2 separate regions of the Mus musculus genome follow, and region 2 is linked to region 1. A link is a contact called in public HiCAR-type data. All regions are on one chromosome and are shown on one strand. The core of a region is the stretch at or near the end of the contact, and the rest is flanking DNA. Distances in the headings are between cores, read along the strand shown. Region 1 overlaps Pamr1 (peptidase domain containing associated with muscle regeneration 1). Region 2 holds the start of Slc1a2 (solute carrier family 1 (glial high affinity glutamate transporter), member 2).

The links. HiCAR-type assays count read pairs that join an accessible place to other places.
Region 2: a HiCAR-type map of astrocytes shows a contact between it and region 1, with 4 times the contacts expected there. The contact joins the promoter of Slc1a2 here to the enhancer-like site in region 1. A contact is called at or near these places in 5 of 484 Hi-C or Micro-C datasets (brain, cerebral cortex, cortical neurons and 2 more), 5 of 115 datasets of contacts at active chromatin or transcription factors (astrocytes, embryonic stem cells, neural stem cells and 2 more) and 1 of 9 other capture datasets (adipose tissue).

Annotation. Positions count from the first base shown.
Region 1 is chr2:102,618,210-102,623,349 of GRCm38.p6, reverse strand. The region is part of intron 6 of Pamr1 (peptidase domain containing associated with muscle regeneration 1); the gene reads right to left. Among named protein-coding and RNA genes, the nearest start is that of Slc1a2, 38 kb to the left of the region's middle. Within about 2 kb of position 2,394, at least 25 of the 459 cell types and tissues checked have an H3K27ac peak or open chromatin away from gene starts, as enhancers often do. A contact at or near this core is called in astrocytes, neural stem cells and neurosphere, where this site is marked.
Region 2 is chr2:102,656,350-102,661,489 of GRCm38.p6, reverse strand. It overlaps Slc1a2 (solute carrier family 1 (glial high affinity glutamate transporter), member 2), which reads right to left and starts at 2,801. Exons shown (of 11, transcript NM_001077514.4): 1 at 2,189-2,801. The coding sequence starts at 2,205. It overlaps LOC115489466 (a long non-coding RNA gene), which reads right to left and starts at 2,182. Exons shown (of 2, transcript XR_003953884.1): 1 at 1-2,182.

The sequences.
Region 1 (5,140 bases), core at 1,145-3,644:
AGGACTTCTGAGAGTTATACATCAGCCTGGGATATACAATGAGTTCTAAGGCCAGCCTGGATTACAAAGTGAAATCTATCTTTTAAAAAAAGGAATTTTAAAATGTATAGGAAAACTGGGGTACTGGGGAGTTGAGGAGCTATCTCAGCCAGTTAAAGTGCCTGTCACACAGGCATACAGACCTAAGTTTGGATCCTCAGCACCCACTTACCATCTGAATATGGTAATGCACTTTGTAAACTCAGTACTTAGTGGGTGGAGACAGGCAGATCCTCAAAAGTTCACTGGCTAGTCAATCTATTCAGGCAGTGAGCTATTTCCATGACAGACCCTGTCTCAAAAATATAAAGTGGAGAGGGACTGAGAAAGACACCAGATGTTGACTTCTGGACTCCACAGGCATATTCATATGAGAACCCATGCATATACCACATGAGCATACATGCACACACATACACAAACACACTCATATAGAGAATAGAAGAGGTAGGTACAGTGCTGCATGCCTGGAATCTTAGATCTTGAAGGTTGAAGCAGGAGGACTGCAAGTTTGAGGTCAGCCCGGGTGACATAGTGAGACCCTATCTCAAGGAAAACTGTTGTTTTAGTACATGGATACCAACAAGAATACCTTGGAATTTTCAACGATGATGCTTTTACCTTTTGAAGTTGGTGAGGATCAAACAAAGAATGTTCTCAAAGGCAGGCCTTTAAGAAGGAGTTTTGTGGTCTATGTCTAGGGATGGAGTTCATCTGGGGCTGTGGTTGCAGAAATATTTGTCTCCATTTCAGGTTAATTCTTTGGTGTCCCTGCTCTCTGTAGGCACGCAGCCCATACCAGCTCTAATGGATTGTCTTTTAAACCAGGACCTGTATAAACTCTGCTCCTGAATTAAGTCCTACTCAGGGACCTCAGCTGCCAAAGCAAAAGCCAAAAGGGCCAGGATAAGGGACAGGCAGATGGACAGAGAGCCTGAGCAACCATACAGCAGATGGCCCGTCCCACATGGTCTGCTCCATTCCACATTTGTGGGAGCAGTTCGGCTACTGAGTAATTACTATGCCGTCACCTGTTTCTCTGGGATTTGGACACTGTTTGCTAACCTCTGACTAACAAACCACTCGCCCCATCACATGAACTCTCTAGAACTTTACCCTACATGAAATAAGAGACAGAGGAAGGAAGAAAGGGGCTACAGAGTAGATAGACATAACCAATGAATGATCAACAATCTATTTATGCATGTATAGAAATATCATGTAGTAGTCCATTAATTATATATTGGAGAAGAGAAGGGAGGGAAAACTGTGGCCAGGATGTATTAAATGAAAGAAGAATCTATTTTCAATAAAAAAGTTTAAAAATCTTTTAGATATATAGGCAAGAAGAATGTGATTTAAAAACAAAATGATGTTAGATTACTATAAAATGGAAAAAGGAAAGGTCTAAAGTACAGCCCATCTTCCCTTTATGTACCTAATCTTAGTAAGACCCTATCCTAATGTATCATTTACATTACTGTCATCACTCGTCATTATAAATAATGTGGAATATTTTCGTGATTCATTCACGTAACTTTATCATAAATTTTAAATGGCATTTTGGTTAAAAGGTGTTAATAATCATAATTTGGAAACAATTGCTCCTAACACTCAAATCTGTCTTACATGAATCACTAAGCTTCATCCCCACAATAACCTAGCACTATTTTTTTAGAGTTTCTAACTGGGAAAATGGAGGCTCATATATGTTAAATTACTCATTCAAGGCTGGGAAATGCAGACTCACAGTCTATCCAAAGTCATTCACCTTAGACCTTCACCCTGGTGAGCACCATCTCCCATTAGACAAAGATGTATCTAGTTCCCATATGTTCAGAATAAGAGAAGTCTTTGGAATTGAAAAAAAAAGGTAGTGAGTGATTCCATTTTTAAGTTGCCCCACCTGCCCATCTCTGGATGGATTATATCAATCCCACCACATCCATTTACCCATCTATGATGGAAGACATGGCTGTTGCCTTTGCCCACCTATGATGGGACACAGCTGCTGCCCACTAGGGGTCTCCTACATTCTCTTTGCGTCAGCATCCTTGTTTCCATGGACCCTCCCAAAGTTCCCAATGGCTCATTCTGATGAGAAACTCGGGCCGCTGCTTTGAAGCTCAGGAATAAAGTGGGCCTCTCATCCTGCTCTTTCTCCCTGGTCCTTGGGACAGACCAGTGGGAAATCTTCTGAGACTCCAAAAACCCCAATGAGTTCAGATTCACCGTTTTACTTTAATTGGGGAGGACCGATTCGTTTTGTTCCAAGGAACGTCAGAGCTTGCAGTGTGAACATTGTGACTGAAAGATTTAGCCCATTTCATCGGACTTCATTAGGATGCAGGGGGAGAGCTCAGCTCTGTCAACTGGGCCAGAGGAACAAAGGCAACATGGAAATTGGAGCAGGCGATGAATCTCTCACTCTTTACTCTTTCAAAACAAGATTCGGACCATTTACTAGAAGACTTACTTTGTCCTTGTGCTCTATACAATGAAACAGGAACCCTCAGAGGAAAGAAAGGGCCTTGGTTTCTCACACGGTGGCCCGGGGATCCTGGAGGTCGCTGAGGGTTGGCAGGAGGCTAGCTGGGCCTGAAGGCTAAGGAGGGGCCATTTCCCCTAGTTAAGTTTCTGAGAAGGTCACTGGAGAGTAGGGGAAAGATTGCCATCTTGGGGAAAGATTTAAGGAAGGTGAGGCTAGGAGGATAAACACCTACAGGCTGTTCTATCAGGGGCTTTGGCATCCTCCTGACCACTGAAATGAAGTCAAACCTCATGAATCTAATCAGGAACTCTCTCCTCAGACGGATGGGTTCCTCTGAATAGGAATCCATTTCCAGTCTGACAAATACAGGTCCCGGATCTTACTTTGAAGAGCAGTTGGTCGCACTAGGGCTCATTCTGCAGACTTAATGCAACGGTGGTGAAGGCCCATTAAGGGTAAACTATTTACTTATGGCCAAGGCGATGAAACATCAGGTTGGATGGAGCCCCAACATTTCAAGCTACCCTGAGTATAAAAGAATTAACACTGATGGATTGGTTAATCACCTGGCTAAGGATCGTCTTTCTGGAAGGTGGTACCTCTCCTAGAGGCATACTTACTTTAAACCATGCTAAGGCAATAGACAGAACAATTGCCCCTTTAACGATTGTCTATACTTTTCCTTCCCAGAATCCCTGCCCCCTAACATACTCTAATGTTAAAGAGCACACAGTCTGCCTGCTTTTCTGAATCACTCACAAAGCCTAACCTTTCCTACATGATGGCTTAAATCAAACAGTATAGCTTCTTTTCTTTTTTTCTTTCCTTTCCTTTCCTTTCCTTTCCTTTCCTTTTCTCTTTTCCTTCTTTTCCTTTCTTTCTTTCTTTCTTTCTTTCTTTCTTTCTTTCTTTCTTTTTTTTTTTAATTTCTCTTCTCCATTCTCCTCCTCTGGACAGCTGCTGAGAGTTACAGCTTGACTGATCTGGAATTTTGTTTCTTTTAAACTCTAATAAAATGTCCTCTTTAAATAAATATTGGCTTTGCTTGACTTTCAAAGTTTTCCTAAATTTTAATTCTTTAATCAGCAGAAAAAAAGGAGCCCATTCCTACAACCCTAGATGATATCAGATTAGCTAAAAGCAAATCTTCTAGTGGCCTTTTGGCAATGTTTCTCAAAAATATAATTATGTTATGTTCTCTGAACAAACAGGAACCCTCAGAGAATCTGGGAATTCAGTTCACATATGAATAACAAAATAATGTAAGGATATGGAGTATAGCCGTCTTCATAATAACAAAATATGTAGAACAATATTAATACCATCTAAGGAATTAAATGAATGCATACTTTCATATTCACCATAGAATGGTCCGCAATCATTTTGTCTGGAAAAATACCTATAACGTGGACATTGACAACACATTGAAAGTTGGTAGGTGTGCTTTAGTCTCTGTTTGCTTAAAATAGGGTCTCCCCACCTTGTTACTGCTGACATTGGGGCTGCATAACAGTGTGCCTCCTGTGTCTTGAAGGATGCTCAGCAGCTCCCTCTGCCCACAGGATGCATCATCACCCAGTTTGGATCCAAGTTCCCTTCTTCCTAGGTTGCCAAATGCCATCTATGTGTGAGGATGGAGGGCAACTTCAGCCACTTGAGAATCACTGGTTTAAAGTACGATTTAGATAGAGCCAACTTATCTTTGCAGATCTTAGAAAAATTCTGAGATAGACCTCGTGTTCCTCAAAGTGGTTCCTCTGAAAACAGAGATGACTGAGGAAAAATGTTTTATTTTTATTTTATACTTCTGATACTGTTGAACTACTTAAAATGACATATATGCTGTATGTATGTATGTATGTGTATATTTGTGTATAATGGGTATGGACAGGTCAGGGGCACATGTAGAAAACAAAGGACAAAATCCAGTAGTGGTTCTTGCCTTCCATCTTTGAAGCAAGATTTCCCCATTCCCACCCCCATCCCCACCACGTACACAGACTGCATAGACCAGGCTCAGCAGCTTCCAGGAATGATTCCGTCTCTCCCTCTGACATCCCCTCAGGAGCACAGAGAATACAGAAGCACACACCAATGCATCTGGCTGTATGTGAGTTCTGGGGGTTTGAATTCAGGTCCTTGCCCCTGGGTAGCAAACACTTTACCCATAGAGCAACCTCTCAAGCCCCCATTTGACTTTTTACATCTTTGTTTCTTCCAATGTTAAGTAAAAAAAATCTATTCTTATTCCACTCCCATTCATAGACATAAAAGATGAGGAGAACGACTAATGTCAAGGACTGTGTCTGGAATGGCAGCATAGACAAACCTCATTTAGGGGAAAGGACTCGGTGTTTACCAGAGGTTTTCAATCACTTGGACTCTCTTCACACTACATGGTAAGACCTGCATCTGAGATAACACCAACTATGAGAGAAACACGTGATTCTGCCTCTTGGCTCTGTATTTGCTGGCGACTAGGTTTAAAGGCACATCCACAAAGGACAGGACTCTCATGCATGCTGGCTTTGGGGATCCTTGAAGCTGCTTTTAAAAAACAAGTTTCTGGTCCAATTTGGGTATTTTGGAGTTTGGAGATTCTCCAAATGT
Region 2 (5,140 bases), core at 1,552-4,051, 38 kb before region 1:
ATTACCCCAGCATCCCGGAGCTGAGCTGAGCTGAATGTCTATAAACCGAAAGCATGTAATTACATTGCTATTTCTGTATCCTTATAAGCAATGTATATTTCAGAAAAAAAAAAACAGCTTTAATATTGTTAGAAGACAAAGGCTGACAAAAGAGACCATCCTGGAGATGCTTCCTGGGTTTCTGTTACAAGGTGCATTACCCAAAGATATCAGAAGGGGCCAACAGATCTCACCAACTCAGGAGAACAATTTAGTACTAAAAGTCTCCACTGAGACAGCCTTCAGAAAGCCCTCTCCAAGGCTATTTCTGCCTCTTTATCTCGACCAGAGAGCCCAGCAGGTCCATTCTACTGAACAGAGACTCTGCAAAGGCTTCTGGGAGAAAAGAAGGGTTTCCAGAATGTTTCCAGCTGACTGATGACTGCCCCTAAATAATATATTTTTCTACATTTGTTTCCGGTTTTTAGATTTTTTTTTCCAATTCTTTCATCTCTTAAATACAAGTTCCTTTGACAATCATTTCCTAACCTTGCACAATGCACAAAGGTGGCACTAGCTGGACTAGTAATGGTTTCAGTCCTGAAAATCGCACCTGCTTTACTCTGAATGTCAAACCATTTGGCAGCCATGGATGGAGTTTGGGGGTGTTTGTTGTCCTCTCTTTTCCCCTCTGGCCACCAGAATCGACAATAAGTTGGTTGCAGCATTTGGAAGACAATATTTTTCAAAGATGTTTTCCAACTGAGACTCTAAAGGCAGAAATAATTCAGGAAGGGTCCTGTAGATAGCCTGAAATACCTTTATACCCATTCTAAGATGAAAGCCTTTAAAACCAAACACAGAAGTGTGCTGATGTTAAGTCATGTGGGCTCCTAATATGTAATTCTAGAGATATGTTTGAGCACATGATACTGCCTTCCTTGCACACAAGCACCAAAGTAGAGCACCTTTTCTGATAAGTAACCACTCCAAAGGTCCACACTGGTAAATAAGCAATGTGAAGAAATTTTATGTCAGACAAGATGCGAGGCATGTTTGGAAAGATTCGTGGGATGAGAGAAATAGATGAATAGGTTCTTTCTCTTGGATGAAGATGGGCAGATTTAGACGTATTTTCTTTGTCTGAGGTTGGAATCTCGATGTCTGGCTTTAAACACCATCTTTCCACTCACCACCCACCACCTCACCGAAAGTTGGCGGAGTTTGATTTCTATTAAACATGCCCCCAGAAAATGCCAGAACCAAGGACTCGAGTATACAGTCCCGAGAAGACCCTCATACTTGCTTTTGAGGTCACATGTAGGTTCACCGATCTCTCCAAAGCAGCTAGTGCCATTTGTGAAGTAGCCCAAAAGCTGGGGTCCCTAGTTATTATTTTTATTCTGTTCTAGGCTCCGGGAAGCCTGAGAAGTGCATTTGGGAGACAGGACCAGGATACCTTGGAATGAGTATTCAAGGGACTTGTGCATCCCCCATACTCTCCCCTTGCTAAATACAGTTGTCCTACCACAGAAATGATCATCATGCCAACTGCAGCCTCAAGAGGCGAGGGGCGCCTCCAAGGCCACAGGCAAAATAAAAATGCCAGTGATAGTCCAGATAGTTTGGAAACTCTTGCTCCAAGCTACAGGTTTCCTTCCCTCCTCTCGGGAAGCACCCAAATCTCTTCCACTCTTCCTTGCAGCTCGCCAGGGAAATTCTAATATCCAAAGGCAAAGACCTCTTGGGCTGGGGTCTTGCCATCATCACCCCACACACACACACACACACACACACACACACACACACACACACACCCGTGCGCGCCCAAAGCTAGCATTCAAGGCTGTGCGCTTCTCTTCGCCCCGCCCCGGCTCTGATCCTGGCTCATTCATTCCAACTGGTCCCCTCCTTGCAGCCCAGGCAGTGTTTCCTGCAGGCTCCGTGGACAATTCTTTATTGTCTTTAAATCTCTGAAGTAACCTCCACGGTTTCTTTTCACACTTTTTCACCCCTTTCCGTTAAATCCTCCCGGTCCTCAAAAGACAGCTAGTCTACCAAAGAAACCAGACCCCTTTCCCACCACCTCCAGCGCTCTGCTAGGGTTTCAGGGGTCCAGGGTCACAGTTCTCTGTCCCCATCTGGGATAGGGCAGCACCACCCCGCGCGCGGCTCCCTCTTCCCCATGGGCACCCAGAAAAGCTCTCACCCCTCTGTTGATGCCATGGCGTGGGGAACGCCCCCTCCTCCCGGGCACGGTCTGGAGACGGTGGCGGCGAGCTGGGTGAGCCCGGAGTGCGGCGGAGAGCGGTATTTAACGGGCAGCCTCTCTCCGCCCTCGCACCCCCCTCCTGGGTAAGCCCTTTAGCGCCTCGGCGCGCGCGGGAGGCTGCTGCGGGCGCTAATCCACGTCCCGGCTTTCCACCGCGCGCGGTCCCGTGAGCGGCTCGCGGCCAGCGCTCCGAGGGGCGCTGCGGGGATCCTGCACCGGCTGCTGCGAGGTCGCGCTGGCCGCAGGGCTGCAGGAACACACTCCCCGCTTCCCAGCAGCCACCTGTGTGTGTGCGTGTCTGTGTGCTTCGCCGCGGGGCAGACCGGTACCAGGAGTGGCCGGCACCGAGCGGGATGGGGAAGACCGGGAGTGCGAGTGCGGGGGAGTGTGTGCGTGCGTGCGCGTGTGCTGGTGTGTGCGCGCCGGGGGAGGCGGTAGAGGCCGCTGCGCCCTGGCTCGGCGCCGGCCGAAGAGGGATTGCAAGGTTTAGCCCAGCCGGAGCTGGGGATTTGCAGGCGATCCCTCTCTATTTTTGTCCAGAGCTGACATCACCCGCGCCGCAGCCTGGGGCGACTTCTTTAACTGTCGCCCCTGCCCCCCATCTTTAGACGTTGTCCCTTTTCTGTTGTCCCTCCCCCACCAGCCTCCAGTCATAAATTAGAAAAAAAAAAAAAAAAAAAAAAAGGCACCGCCGGTAGTCCGGGAAGGCTTTGGAAAGCCAGTGGCAGGATCCCAGGGTCTAAGGAGTCGCTATTGTTTCCTCTCGAGTCTGAGTGGCCCTGGGTCACCCTGTGCTGGGCCAAGCGCTGAGACCCGGGATGCCCCTCCGTCCCCAATCCTTGGAGAAGCCTTGGCACTCCCCATCACTCCCTGGACATCTGCTCGGGCTCACATCACACAGGCCGGCACACCCACCCACATCCTACCACTTCTGAGAGTAGAAGTCCCACTGAATCTGAGCTGCAGAAACACTCAGGTGACCGGAAGGAAACGCGACCCAGCTGCGGGTCCTTCTTTACCCGGGCCCGAATAAATCCCGGACATTCAATCATTCGTCTAGATTAATATTAATGTGGTTCCCCGAGGGCGAGCAGGGTGTGAGGGATGCCATAATTTCTCTCTCTCTCTCTCCCTCTCTCTCTCTCTCTCTCTCTCTCTCTCTCTCTCTCTCTCTCTCTCTCACACACACACACACACACACACACACACACACACACACACACACACGCCAGGGCCAAGGGCTGGAGACGCATCTCCTTCACCCACCCAGGGCTCAGTTCTCAGCAGGCCTCTGAGCGTGGGGGGAGGCGTGCAAAGACAGATGGGCTTCTGCCTTCTGCGAGGGAGAGTCCAAGCCTCCTGCCCAGCTTTGCATAATAATGACAAGTTCTGCTCAGCTTTTATTATCTCGAGGACTGGGACACACCAGACACCTACAGGTCCTCCACCTGCTGACCCCGTGGCCACCTAAAAGGCAAAACCTTCTTTTCCTCTGCTGGACATTGGGACTCAAACCTATCACCTCTGCAGGGCCCAGATAAGAATTAAACAGACTCTACTGAGAGGTTTAAAAGTGTAAACAAAGATGTCAAAAGGTGTGAGCAGGTCACTTGGGACCTGCTAGGCTCCTCTGAGCAGCATCTCAGAACTCCAGCATTCTAGTTTCTTTTCTCCTTCTTTTCCCCTCCAGGATTCTAGCCCAGAGGCTTTCTCATCCATGCTCCACATCTTCGCTTCTTTGCATGCGTGGCAAACTGGAGGGGTCACCTTCGTTCTCAATAAGTAACTGAATGAACTGCATTCAAAACCTGTTCTGTTAAACCAGCTGTGGTGCTGTATGCTTGGAATGCCGGTGCCTAGCAGGCTGGGGTAGGATGTTCTCATGTTTGAGACAGGTGTGGGCTACAGAGTAAGCTCATGCTTCAGAAACCAAAAGAAGAAAAAGAAAGTTCCGTTAACTTTAGGGGATCTTTGGAGGGTTGTTTCCTGGGCAAAGGAAGACTAGGCACATGAAAGAAACGAGGAGAAGAATGTGGGGTGGGGTTAGCCAAGGTTAGCTCTCCTGTCCTGTTTTTGTTTGCTTGTTTTGTTTTTTGTTTTTATTTTTGTTTTGGAGATTTTTGTGTTTTTTGTTTTTTGTTTGTCTGTTTGTTTGTTTGTTTGTTTGTTCTTGTCTGCCAATTACGTTGACCAGCTCTGTGTTCCCTTCAGCTTAAGGAACCTGACTCTGATTTGGAGAGATGGCCCTTGAAGAGGCTCTTGGTTAGATTCTTAGCACCCACTTGGCAGCTCATACCTGTCTCTGCCACCCCCTTTCCAGGCTATCTGACACCTTCTTCTGACCTCCACAGGTTCCTGCATGTGCATTGCTCCCAGTGCACAGACACGAAATACAAAAATTAAAATTAAAAAGGGTTTTGATAAATCAGAAATAAAATCTTTAATTATCCCTTCATGCTTGGGCTTTTAACTTTCCCTAAAAGAAAAGAAAAAAATGTGTGTGAATAAAACTGGTGTTTTGAAATTTGGTAGTGGCCTTGACATCACAACCCTGTAGATTGTGACTTTGTACCTAAGATTGTCACTGACTATTTAGGGGTTTTCCTTGCTTTTCTTGGGAAGTGGCAGCTGGAGAACAAAGCCACAAGACTCTCTCATAGGCTGGGTACTAAGAACCCCAGGAGCTCCTCTGTTGCCAGCATCTCCTTTACGCAGAGCCTAAATGAACTGCTATATAATAGCAACCCCTCAGCATCCACAGAGCCCCAGAGGGCTCAGCTGCGCCATTCACCAGCTAGCAGCAGGATCCTTATGCCCCAATGCAAAACAAGTTAAAGGATGGGGGAAGGAAGGCAATAAAAGGGTTTCTATTAAAAACAAACTCATTGC